2 separate regions of the Macaca mulatta genome follow, and region 2 is linked to region 1. A link is a contact called in public Hi-C data. All regions are on one chromosome and are shown on one strand. Each heading gives the region's core, a stretch centred on a gene start, on an enhancer-like site or on the middle of the called end of the contact. The rest is flanking DNA. Distances are from core to core; before and after follow the strand shown.

Region 1 (5,294 bases), core at 1,258-3,757:
CTGGGTGCTATGCCTGGTGATCTCCTGAAGTCAAGATCTGGCCAGACCTCTGCTCTGGGAAGCCTCTTCTGGGCTCTCCTGATAGTCCCAGGGACCCTCCTCTGTGCACACCCCTTTCAGAGCCCCCCTCGAGAGGAGGGTTGCAGTATCCATCGACTCATCTGGAAGAGCAGACTGTTTTGTTTCCGATGGACGCCGAATCCCCAGGACATGGCATAGTAGTCCTTCAATACACGTGTTGGAAGGATGAATGAACGAGTGCCCACTAACCTCCGAGACCCTCGTGGATGTGGCCGGTGCGTCACTCACCTCGCTGTGGTTCCCATTGGCTGCCAGTTTGCACGTGCCACCCTTGCCCACTGGGAGGCAACAGCGAGGTGCCAAAGAGATCCTGCAGGGCTGCCCCGGCCAGAACCGCCCACTAGGCCCTATCTCTCAAGGCCTTGCCCTGCCCGGGATCTTGGTTTGGGACAAGCCCTTCTGGGAAGGGCACCCTCCAGTGGGAAATCAGCGCTGCTCCACTGCCAGTCCCAGAGCTGACATCTCCCAGAGCTGACATCTCCCAGAGCTGACATCTCCCAGAGCTGACATCTCCCAGAGCTGGGCCCAACATTGATCCTTTTCCCAGAGGCACACTGATCTGACCTCAGTGTCATAAACCCAACCCCACTATATGCCTTCCTGAGCTTCTAGAATCATCCCCCAAGTCCCACAAGCCCCAGCAGCCCATTTCTTCAGCGCTGGGCAGCAGAGACCAGTAGGGTATCTGTATCTTTAAGAAAAAGCAAGCGTAATAAATAAAAGTTATCTGGGAAAGAAAACTTCCTTTGTTGATTTTCCAGAAGCTTTAGCTCATCAATCTTCCCCTCCTAACCTGCTTTGTGCTCGGCTAGTTTTGCTTCCCATAGAATGGAATTTGGTTTTCTAGTAGCATCTGTCATATGCAGGGTGTCCCCAAACAGTAGCAATAATGAGTTGAAAGTGGCACAGTTGGAAGCCTTCAGAAGCCAACGCCAGATGTCAGGCCCTTAGTGGGCCCCTCTAAGGATACTGGGGCCAGAGCACAGGGCAAGGGTTGGGTCGGGCCCACAACTCTGGAAGGTCCCTGGGAGTCATTCATCTGACAGACACTGAGGAGTGCCCACCATGTGCCACGCCCTGCATGGGCACTGGGAAGGCCTCACCTGGCGCTGCCATGGCTGGCTACCAAAGAACAGAATGGGCAGTGGAGGCAGGACCCCACCCCCAACTCAGTTGACTGGGCCATCCCCTGGGAAGCCCGGGAGGCAGGATGGCAGATTTGGACCCAGGTAGACCTGGGTGCCAGAGCTCAGGCTTCTTCATTTGAAAACCAGGCAAGCAGCCTCTGCCTCACAAGGTGGCTTGAGAACAGAGTGAGAGTGTAAATCACCCCGCCCCAAGTCCAGCACATAGGCGGAGCTCAGCATCCTTTGGATCCCTCAGGCCTAACAAGTGCCCCTGCGCTGGAGGGCTGGTGGGGCTCCGCAAGGGCAGGCACTGCTCACCTCTGGGCTCAGAGTTCTTGCCTAGAGGCTTCTGTAGCTGCCACCCTTGTCTGAGAAAATGCAGGTAGAGCCACCCGGGGCAACTGGGGGCTTTGAAAGAATGGAAGAGAGCCCCAAGGAACCAAGGCTCCTGGGGATTGACAGGCATTAAAATATGTCCTCAACTCCACCCACCTCTATTTCCAAGGCTCTCCTCCAAGCATGCCACGTGCTGTTCTCCAGAAAAGCCAGGGCCTCTGGTAGCTCCAGCTGCTGAGGGGCTACAGCCTCGCCTTCCCCTCACCAGGCCAGAGCTCGGAGGGTGGGGGTCGGGGAGCTCTTTTACCTCCTTGCTGGAGATGAGGAAATTTGGGCCCAGAGAAGTGCAAGTTCAGAGCAGCACCTGCTATGCCTGGAACAAGGCCAATCCCCATAACCCATGCATCTGCGAAGGTGGCCCCCCAACTGCACATGAGGGGAACACGGGCTGGGCTTGCTTTTTAATTTGTCTTGCTGTAGATGACAGAGGAACTTTTAGAAAACTTGTAGGTAAGGATGGACGGATGCCCCTCAGCAGTCTCTGGCCTCGTACACGGCTGCCAGCAGAGGTGGACACGAGGCCTCAGTGGCCCTCGACGCCCCTTCTCCAGGAGAGCACAGGGTGTGTGACTTCTCCCCAGCCTCTGGCCCCAGTCCCTTCTTTGTCCCAGTCCCCTGCCTGCAATCGCTCTCCGGGTTGGGCCAGGCAAGTGGGCCGCAGAGGCCTGGCTTAGCTTTGGGAACGGAAGCATAGGAAGGGGCGCGGAGAGGCAGGAAGCGGCCTGGGGAGGCTGGGGTGGTCGCGACTACAGACCCTACCGCATAGACGCGCTCAGCCCCTCTGGGCGCTCCGGTGTAGCCAACCCCGCCCTGGGTGCGGACCGTGCCGCGAAGCCGGGACCCAGCGACCCCCGCAGGGTCCCTGCCACCGCCCCGCCCCGCCCCGGCCGCCCCGCCCCCGGCCCCGCCCCGCTCCTTCGCGTCGGGGGCCGCCCGCAGCTGCCGCCAGCCGCAGCCATGGGCCGGGCCCGGCCGGGCCAACCCGGGTCGCCGAGCCCCGGCCCCGCCGCGCAGCCTCCCGCGCCACCGCGCCGCCGCGCCCGCTCCCTGGCGCTGCTCGGAGCCCTGCTGGCCGCCGCCGCCGCCGCCGCCGTCCGAGTCTGCGCCCGCCACGCCGAGGCCCAGGCGGCCGCGCGGCAGGTCCGGGCCCGAGCAGGCCGGGGCGGGGGCGCGGGAGCGGGGACTGAAGGGCCGAGCCTCGGCAGCAGGGGGAACATGGGCAGGGACGAGGCGGGGGAGGCGGGGGGCGGAGGGGGACCGGATGGGGGGAGCACGAGAAGGAGGGGACACGGGAGGCGGGTGGGGGAGCCTGGGGCCGGACTGATGGGGAGGAGGCGAACGGAGGTCACTGTAGAGCTGGGACAGACTGGAGGGGTCTGTCCAGAGGGGTGACCTGGACACAGTGAAGCTGGGACCCACAGAGTCTGCAAGGGGCACTGGGGAGCCCTGGGACAGTGAGGAGGGGACACAGGAGAGGACAGAAGGTGCGGGAGGAACAGGGCCAAGCAGCCAGGACCAGGCCTAAGGCGGGCTGGGGACAAATTGGGAGGGGCAGTCGGACCAAACAGTGGATAAGCAGGGACCAGGAGGGACTGGAGGCTCTGGGGTCAGTTCAGAGGCGACATTTGCACAGATGGACCGGGAGGCCCTGGGAGGACTCAGGAAGATGGTGGGAGGAGGGGCTCCCACCATCCGGAAGCAACTGCTTGTTGGGGACCAGGAGACGAGGCCACCAACTGGTGCCCAGCCCAGTCTCTCCTCCCAAGCAGGAATCAGCGCTGAAGACCCTGGGGACAGATGGCCTTTTTCTCTTTTCCTCCTTGGACACTGACGGGGATATGTACATCAGCCCTGAGGAGTTCAAACCCATTGCTGAGAAGCTAACAGGTACCAGGAGAGGCTGGCGGCTGGGGAGGAGGGCGCCTTGGCCACGGTGTCTTCACTGAGCAGGAGGGGCTGTCTGGAGTGGAGGGAAGCCCCTGGGGTCTCAGAGGCCCTGGACTCCTCACAGCTCTGACACTTTGTAGGTGGAGGCTTGGACTAGCTGCCCCTCAACCCCTGAGCCTGTTTTTCTCAGACTTGTGAACAATAATACCAGTTAACATTCTTTGGTCTGCGAGGTGGCTTACACCTATAATCTCAACACTTTGGGAGACAGAAGGATTGCTTGAGCCCAGGAGTTCAAGACCAGCCTGGCCAACATGGCAAAACCCCATCCCTACAAAAATACAGAAATTAGCTGGGTGTGGTGGCGCATGCCTGTAGTCCCAGCTACTTGGGAGGCTGAGGTGGGAGGATCACTTGAGGCCATGAGGCAGAGGTTGCAGTGAGTTGACATCACACCACTACACTCCAGCTTGGGTGACAGAGTGAGACCCTGTCTCAAAACAAACAAAGCAAAACCAAAAAAACAAAAAAAACATTCCTTGGCCACCTCCTCCGTGCCAGGCATTTAAGTGGTTCATGTGGGTTCTCTCTTTACACCTCACCGTAGCCCTGGGAGATGGACACTGTCATGATCCCCATGTTTAATAGTTTGAGAGACTAAGACACAGGCAGGCTCCCCAGTTTCCCAAGCTAGAAAGGTGGGGAGCCAGGGCTAGAACTGGGGCCATCTGGCTCCAGGGTCCTGTACCAGCTCACAGGTTTCAGGAGTAGAGAAAAGAAATGCACAGTGATGAATATGCAGATTTCCAATAGACGACAGCTACAACTTTTTTTTTTTTTTTTTTTAAGACAGGGTCTTGTTCTATCACCCAGACTGGAGTGCAGTGGTGCAATCACGGCTCAGTGCAGCCTCAACTTCCCTGGCTCAGTTGATCCTCCTGCCTCAGTCTCCTGAGTAACGGACACAGGCATGTGCTGTCATGCTCAGCTGATTTTTCTATTTTTGTAGAGATATAGTCTCACTACGTTGCCTAGGCTGGTCTCAAACTCCTGGGCTCAAACGATCCTTCTACCTTGGCCTCCTAAAGTGCTGGAATTACAGGTGTGAACCACCGCGCCCAGCCAGGAGCTGTAACTATTATTACTAAATCTGAAACTCTGCTTAGGTGTTTTCAGATTCCTATTCCATTCTTTTTGTTGTTGTTGTTGAGCTGGAGTCTTGCTGTGTCTCCCAGGCTGGAGTGCAGTGGCGCGATCTCAGCTCACTGCAACCTCTGCCTCCCTGGTTCAAGCAATTCTCCTGCCTCAGCCGCCCCAGGAGCTGGGATTACAGGCGCCTACCACCACACCGGGCTAATTTTGTATTTTCAGTAGAGATGGGGTTTTGCCATGTTAGCCAGGCTAGTCTCGAACTCCTGACCTCAAGTGATCTGCCTGTCTCAGCCTCCCAAAGTGCTGGGATTATAGGCATGAGCCACTGTGTCCGGTCTCCTATTCCATTCTTGCTATCATTTTTGCCTAGTGCAGTCAGTGATTATTTATTTATTTATTTGGTTAAAGATGAGGGGCTGAAGGCTGAGGCAGGAGAATGGCATGAACCCAGGAGGCGGAGCTTGTAGTGAGCCAAGATCGCGCCACTGCACTCCAGCCTGGGTGACAGAGCGAGACTACGTCTCAAAAAAAAAAAAAAGATGAGGGGCTGAAACATTCTAATGAATTATAAAATGCTTTTCTCGCTGCCCCCACCATCACCTCAACCTCTGTGTCCATTTTCTTCCAACTTCTTGTGACATTTCTTGAACT
Region 2 (5,294 bases), core at 1,572-4,071, 190 kb before region 1:
GAGCTGGAACATCCATCTTCTCCTGTTCTTGGACGTCAGCTCTCCTGGTTCTCGGGTCTTCAGACTCAGACTGGTATTTACACTATCAGGCCTCCTAGCTTGGACTGGAACTACACCACCAGTTTTTTAGACCTCCAGATTGCAGACGGCAGACTGTGGAACTTCTCAGCCTTCCATAATCACAGAAGTCAATCTCTCATAATAAATCTCTTTTTATATATCTATATATAGCCTATTGGTTCTGTTGTTCTGGAGAACTCTAATATAGATACTTATAACTCATCCCAAGTCTCCTTGGTATTCTTATCTGTAAAATGGGGCTGTTAATAATTATCTACCACAAAGATTATTCTGGAAAGTAAATGAGACAATATGTATTTGGCACATAGAAAATGTTAGTTCACTGTTGTTCCATTCCCTGAGCCTCAGTTTCCACATCTGTGAAATGGGCATCTACTCACTCATTTCTTCATTCATTTACTGAGCAAACACAGTGCCCATGTGGAAGGCATTGTGATTAAGACCTGGGCAGTTAGATAAGTTAGAGAGTTAGAGAAGTAAGCAAGCCATGGTGAAGAACGGAGCACCTGCTTTGGGAAAGCACGCCAATAGTCACAAGTCAGTGGGAGAAGAGCCACGGGATGTATGAGGTCTCTGGGGGCTAGAGGTGTGGGGCAAGGGGACACCCAGGGTTTCAGAAAGCTTTTTAGAGAGAGACTGGTATCTCCCTAGCAAGTGATGGTATCAACAACTTGGTGTGATCACCAACATCACATCACTTTGAAATGGAGTTACCTGCTGGGGCCTCTAGTTTTCGTAGCCTGAGTTTGAAAGGCACGTCAGTCTTGCTGCAGTCCCACTTCTACCCTGGCTCACGGAGCATAGCAGAGTTTGGTCAGTGTCATATCACAGTGAGCATCTAGTTCAAACAGACATTTCCTTCTGAGATTCAGCTCTGCTCTTCTCCCTTCCTGGATCCTACCTTCACAGGGGACTGAACAGTGATTCCCCTACACTCTCAATGAGGAACAATGCAGATGACGACTCTAATGAATGCTGGCTCCCTGCCTGGTTCTCCAAACACATGGCTGCCCTTTCCTGCACTGAGACCCAGTGAGACGATGCTTGGGTGTTGGCGACATGGGTGAGGCCAGGCCAGGTCTCTGGGCTCCTGCACCCAAAAGGGTCACATGCTTATCTCTGACATGCACAGCTGGTTCCACATCAACCTGCCAACCAAACTCACCAGAGATTGAAATATCTGAATTGGAATTTTATATTTAAGCTGCGTGTATTTGTGGGATTGGGAAGGATTAGTCATCTCCAGTGACCAAAATGTTTGCACCTGTTACCCCACTTTCATTTTCAGTTGAGAGAAAGTTGCATGCCAGGGATATTTAAACATCGAGGGTGGGTCTGCTGTCAGTTGTCTGGCCAGAGGTAGAAGGATGACTGAGTCCCAGCCGCCCATCCGCATCAGACCTCAGGGAAGAAGCAAGATTTACGAGGAGAGAGCCTGCCTGGCCCCCTTCTTCTGTTGGGAAAGGCTTCCCTGCAGTATTTTCTGTCTCGTCAACGCTGCATTTCATTTTAAATGGCAGTTGAAAGTAGATATTTTCCCTCTTGCCTATTACAAACCTCTTAATTTGTCTCTCCCTCTGCTGTTATTTGTCTCTATAAAGTGTTTTGCATGAAAGACCCACACAGCACAATGTTGCTTCACCCTGGGTTAGGTTTAACAGGAAGGGAAGATGCAGAGACTAAGTCCAAGGAGGAAGGTGTGACGGCCTTGCGGTTGAGGACACGCGTGTCTGGGAGTTGATGCCCGGCTGTTTTTGGAGGTATCTGTTGCCTGAATGTGGGTATGCGGGTGCACATGTCCATGTTTGTGCTAATTTGCATATATGTCTATGCATACTGTGGTATAATCACTTGGGTGTCCATACCCAAATTAAGTGTATGTTTGAGTGCATGTACACACCCACATGCCAGTCTCTGTGTGCATATGGATCTATGCCCAGACGCACACATGTGCATATAAACACACGTAGGCATCAAGGTACACGTCCGTCACATGATGTGTGTGGTCTACTGTAGACACGCTCGGGGCGCTCTTCCTTTCGCTGCTTCTCAAGGCTGCGGTCAGGCTCCCTCCCTGCTCCACCCAGGGGCCCTGGCCCCGTTTAGGGTTGTAGGAAAAGGAAGGCACGCAGTGGTCTGCGGGGGGTTAGTGGAAACACCGCCTCCGCCGACCCCGCCGCGGTCACAGCTCTCTGGCTTGGCTCCAGCCACGAACAGCATCGCCGCGGCTCGGCGTTAGCGCTGAGAAGCCCGGGGCAGCCGCCAGGGCGCGGGCTGCCAGCTCCCTGACAACTCCGGACTGACACTGGGGGGCGAAAGAGGTCACCCAGCGACGGGCACAGCCCTCCAGAGCAGCACTGTCTCCGGCCCGCTTCCGGGGGCCACCAACCCGAGCCTCGCGGGCGGGTTGAGGGGTGGTCTCGGTCGCTCGGGGTCCAGCGAAGACTGGGCAGTAACCAATAGGCGACTGTGGCCCAACGGGGATCCCTCGGATGCAGCCAATGCCCTCGCTGCGCTCTCCGCCCCCGCCCTCGCCAGCCCCCCGCCGCTGGACCATTGGCGCCGGCGGGATCGGGGGTGCGCGCGACGCCGGCCTTTGGGGGAGGGCGGGGCTTGGAGCCGGGCTGCGCTCCCGCCCGCGCTCTGCCTCTGCCCCGCCCCCGGACGCGCGGCCCTCAGCCCCTCTGCGGCGCGGCGGCGGCGGGAGGGGGCGCGGGGCGCGCGCGTGGGCGTGGCCGGCGGGCGTGGCTGGCGAGCGGCAGGAGGCGGGGCGGCGAGCGCTGTCGCAGTGAAAGCCGGAGCGGCGGCGGCGGCGGGGACGGCGGCGGAGGCTGCCCGGCGGCTGTGCGCGCGTGTGGGGCGCAGGCTCGGCGGCGGCGGCCCGTCTGGAGCGGTCGCTGCGAGGACGACAGCTGCAGCGGGGGAGGCGCGGCCGGGGCTGCGCGCTCCGCGGAGCCGGCGGGGCCGGGAACAGGTGATCCCAGCGGGAGCCCCGCGCCCTACCGAGTTGGAGGGGCGGGAGCCCGCGCTCCCGGGCGCAGCTGCAGCCGCTCAGCCGCGGCTCCGGACTCGGGCATCCCTGCGCTCTCGGGGGTCCGGGGAAGCCCCCTACCCCCGCAGGCTCGGAAGTGCCTTCTCCTGCTCCCTGGCCGCTCCCGGCGCCCGCTCGGCGGCGGAGAAAGTTGTGGACGTGTCCCGATAGTCGAACCGGGCGCTGTCGCGACCGGGCTGGGTGTGCGCGCGCTCGGGGCGGCGCTGACACGCCAGCCCCCCATCACCTCGGTCCCCTCCGGAAACTGCTTCTGAAGCTGAAACTTTGGGCGCCGACCAGCGCAGGCGGGAGCCCGGGGGGCGGAGGGCGGCTCGGTGCGGGCCTGCGGGCGCCCCTCGGCGCGGACAGCCGGGACGCCGCGGACGGCATGTGACGGCCCCGGAGGCCGCAGCGCGGGAAGGCGCGGGCCCCGGCGCGGCGGGGAGGGCTCGGCCGGAGGGGAGGCTGCGGCGCGCGGCCGGTCGCTGCGGGCCCGGGCCCCGAGCCGTGCCGCTCCGCTCGCCCGGGCCCCGCCGAGGCCGCTGCGCCCCCGCCTCCTCGCGGGAGGACTCACTCCAAACTCCCTGAACTTCGGGGACAGTCCCCCGAAGCGGCGAAACTCTCAGGGTTGGCAGCCCTGCCCAGGGATCCCCATCCCGGGCGGCGCTCCGGACGCCCTCTCCTCACCGCGGCCCCGCAGACACGTGCCTGGACTCCGAGGGCCTCTGGAGCCCCCGGCCCGGCCAAGATGCTCATGAGGAAAGTGCCCGGCTTCGTCCCGGCCTCCCCGTGGGGGCTGCGGCTGCCGCAGAAGTTCCTCTTCCTCCTCTTCCTCTCGGGCCTCGTCACCCTGTGCTTCGGGGCCCTCTTCCTGCTGCCCCACTCCTCTCGCCTCAAGCGCCTCTTCCTGGCCCCCCGGACCCAGCAGCCTGGCCTGGAGGTGGTGGCCGAAATCGCCGGCCATGCCCCAGCCCGCGAGCAGGAGCCGCCTCCCAACCCGGCCCCTGCCGCGCCGGCCCCGGGCGAGGATGACCCCAGCAGCCGGGCCAGTCCCCGCCGCAGGAAAGGGGGGCTGCGGCGCACCCGCCCCACCGGGCCCCGCGAGGAGGCCACGGCGGCCCGGGGCAATAGCATCCCGGCCTCCAGGCCCGGGGACGAGGGCATCTCTTTCCACTTTGACTTCAACGCATTCCGGAGCCGCCTCCGCCACCCGGTCCTGGGAACGAGGGCGGATGAGAGTCAGGAGCCCCAGAGCCGAGTGCGAGCCCAGCGGGAGAAAGTCAAGGAGGTATGAACTCAGTCCCCACAATTCTTCCCACCAATTGCCCCCACTAAGGAGAAGATCCTCTTTCCCTTGCCTCAGTCACTCCTGGTCCCGGTGCTCCCACCCCTTTCCCTTGCCTCAGTCACTCCTGGTCCCGGGTCTACTTATGGCCCTGCAGACTACACTTTGCACCTTCCCCTTTCCTCCCAAGTGTCCCACCTTCTCTCCTCCCTACACAGTTTCCCACCACTCGGGTCAGTGAATCGTCCCCACCATGACAGATGGCAGCTGAACCCCTAGACCAACTGCCCCCTCACTCCCAGACTCTGGTCTGTCCTGTCCAACCTCCAGCCCCAGTGAGCCCCACTCCTTCCCTTTGCGGAGTTGCTAATGAGAGAGGAGTTCAGGTTTCTCAGTGCACCCGCTTTTTGCATTTATGGACACAGAGTCACTGGTTCCATTCTTTTTCACTGTGTAATCTTAAGTCCAAAACCCCTGTAGGACCTGCTTACCTGAAAACCCAGGATTTAAGGGGATATTTGGTGTCCTGCAAATATTTTGTAATCTAGTAAGCAACCTACAAACCAGAGGATATTGTGCATTCTGTTTCTATTGAGCTTTGGAACAATTGTACACGATTGTACATAATTGCATGTGATGCAGGAAGAGATGATAAAGCAGTGGTCATGTTACGGAAGCTCCGAGGTTATTGGCTTAATGAAGCAGGTCTTGAGCTGGTTCCCTGTAGGGATTGTACGAGGAGGGATTTAGAAGGATCACTTTAAGTCTGAATCTTAGTTTAAGAAATCAGAAGCAAACACAAGCCTCACAAGGCTTGAAGACAGTTGCCAGTTTGCTACTGCTGACTAAATATTCTGCTGGACCACTGTTAGAACTGCCTGCGTGCGGATGGTGCCC

The links. A called contact is a pair of places that touch in the nucleus more often than the background predicts.
Region 2: a contact with region 1 is called in a Hi-C map of liver, with 4 times the contacts expected there. The contact joins the promoter of MAN1C1 here to the promoter of SELENON in region 1. A contact is called at or near these places in 7 of 14 Hi-C or Micro-C datasets (CD4 T cells, blood, fetal cortex germinal zone and 3 more).

The regions. Positions count from the first base shown.
Region 1 is chr1:215,223,312-215,228,605 of T2T-MMU8v2.0, reverse strand. SELENON (selenoprotein N) reads left to right here and starts at 2,507. Exons shown (of 12, transcript NM_001347992.2): 1 at 2,507-2,744; 2 at 3,374-3,491. The coding sequence starts at 2,562.
Region 2 is chr1:215,415,287-215,420,580 of T2T-MMU8v2.0, reverse strand. It overlaps MAN1C1 (mannosidase alpha class 1C member 1), which reads left to right and starts at 2,821. Exons shown (of 13, transcript XM_077968783.1): 1 at 2,821-2,890; 2 at 4,175-4,400.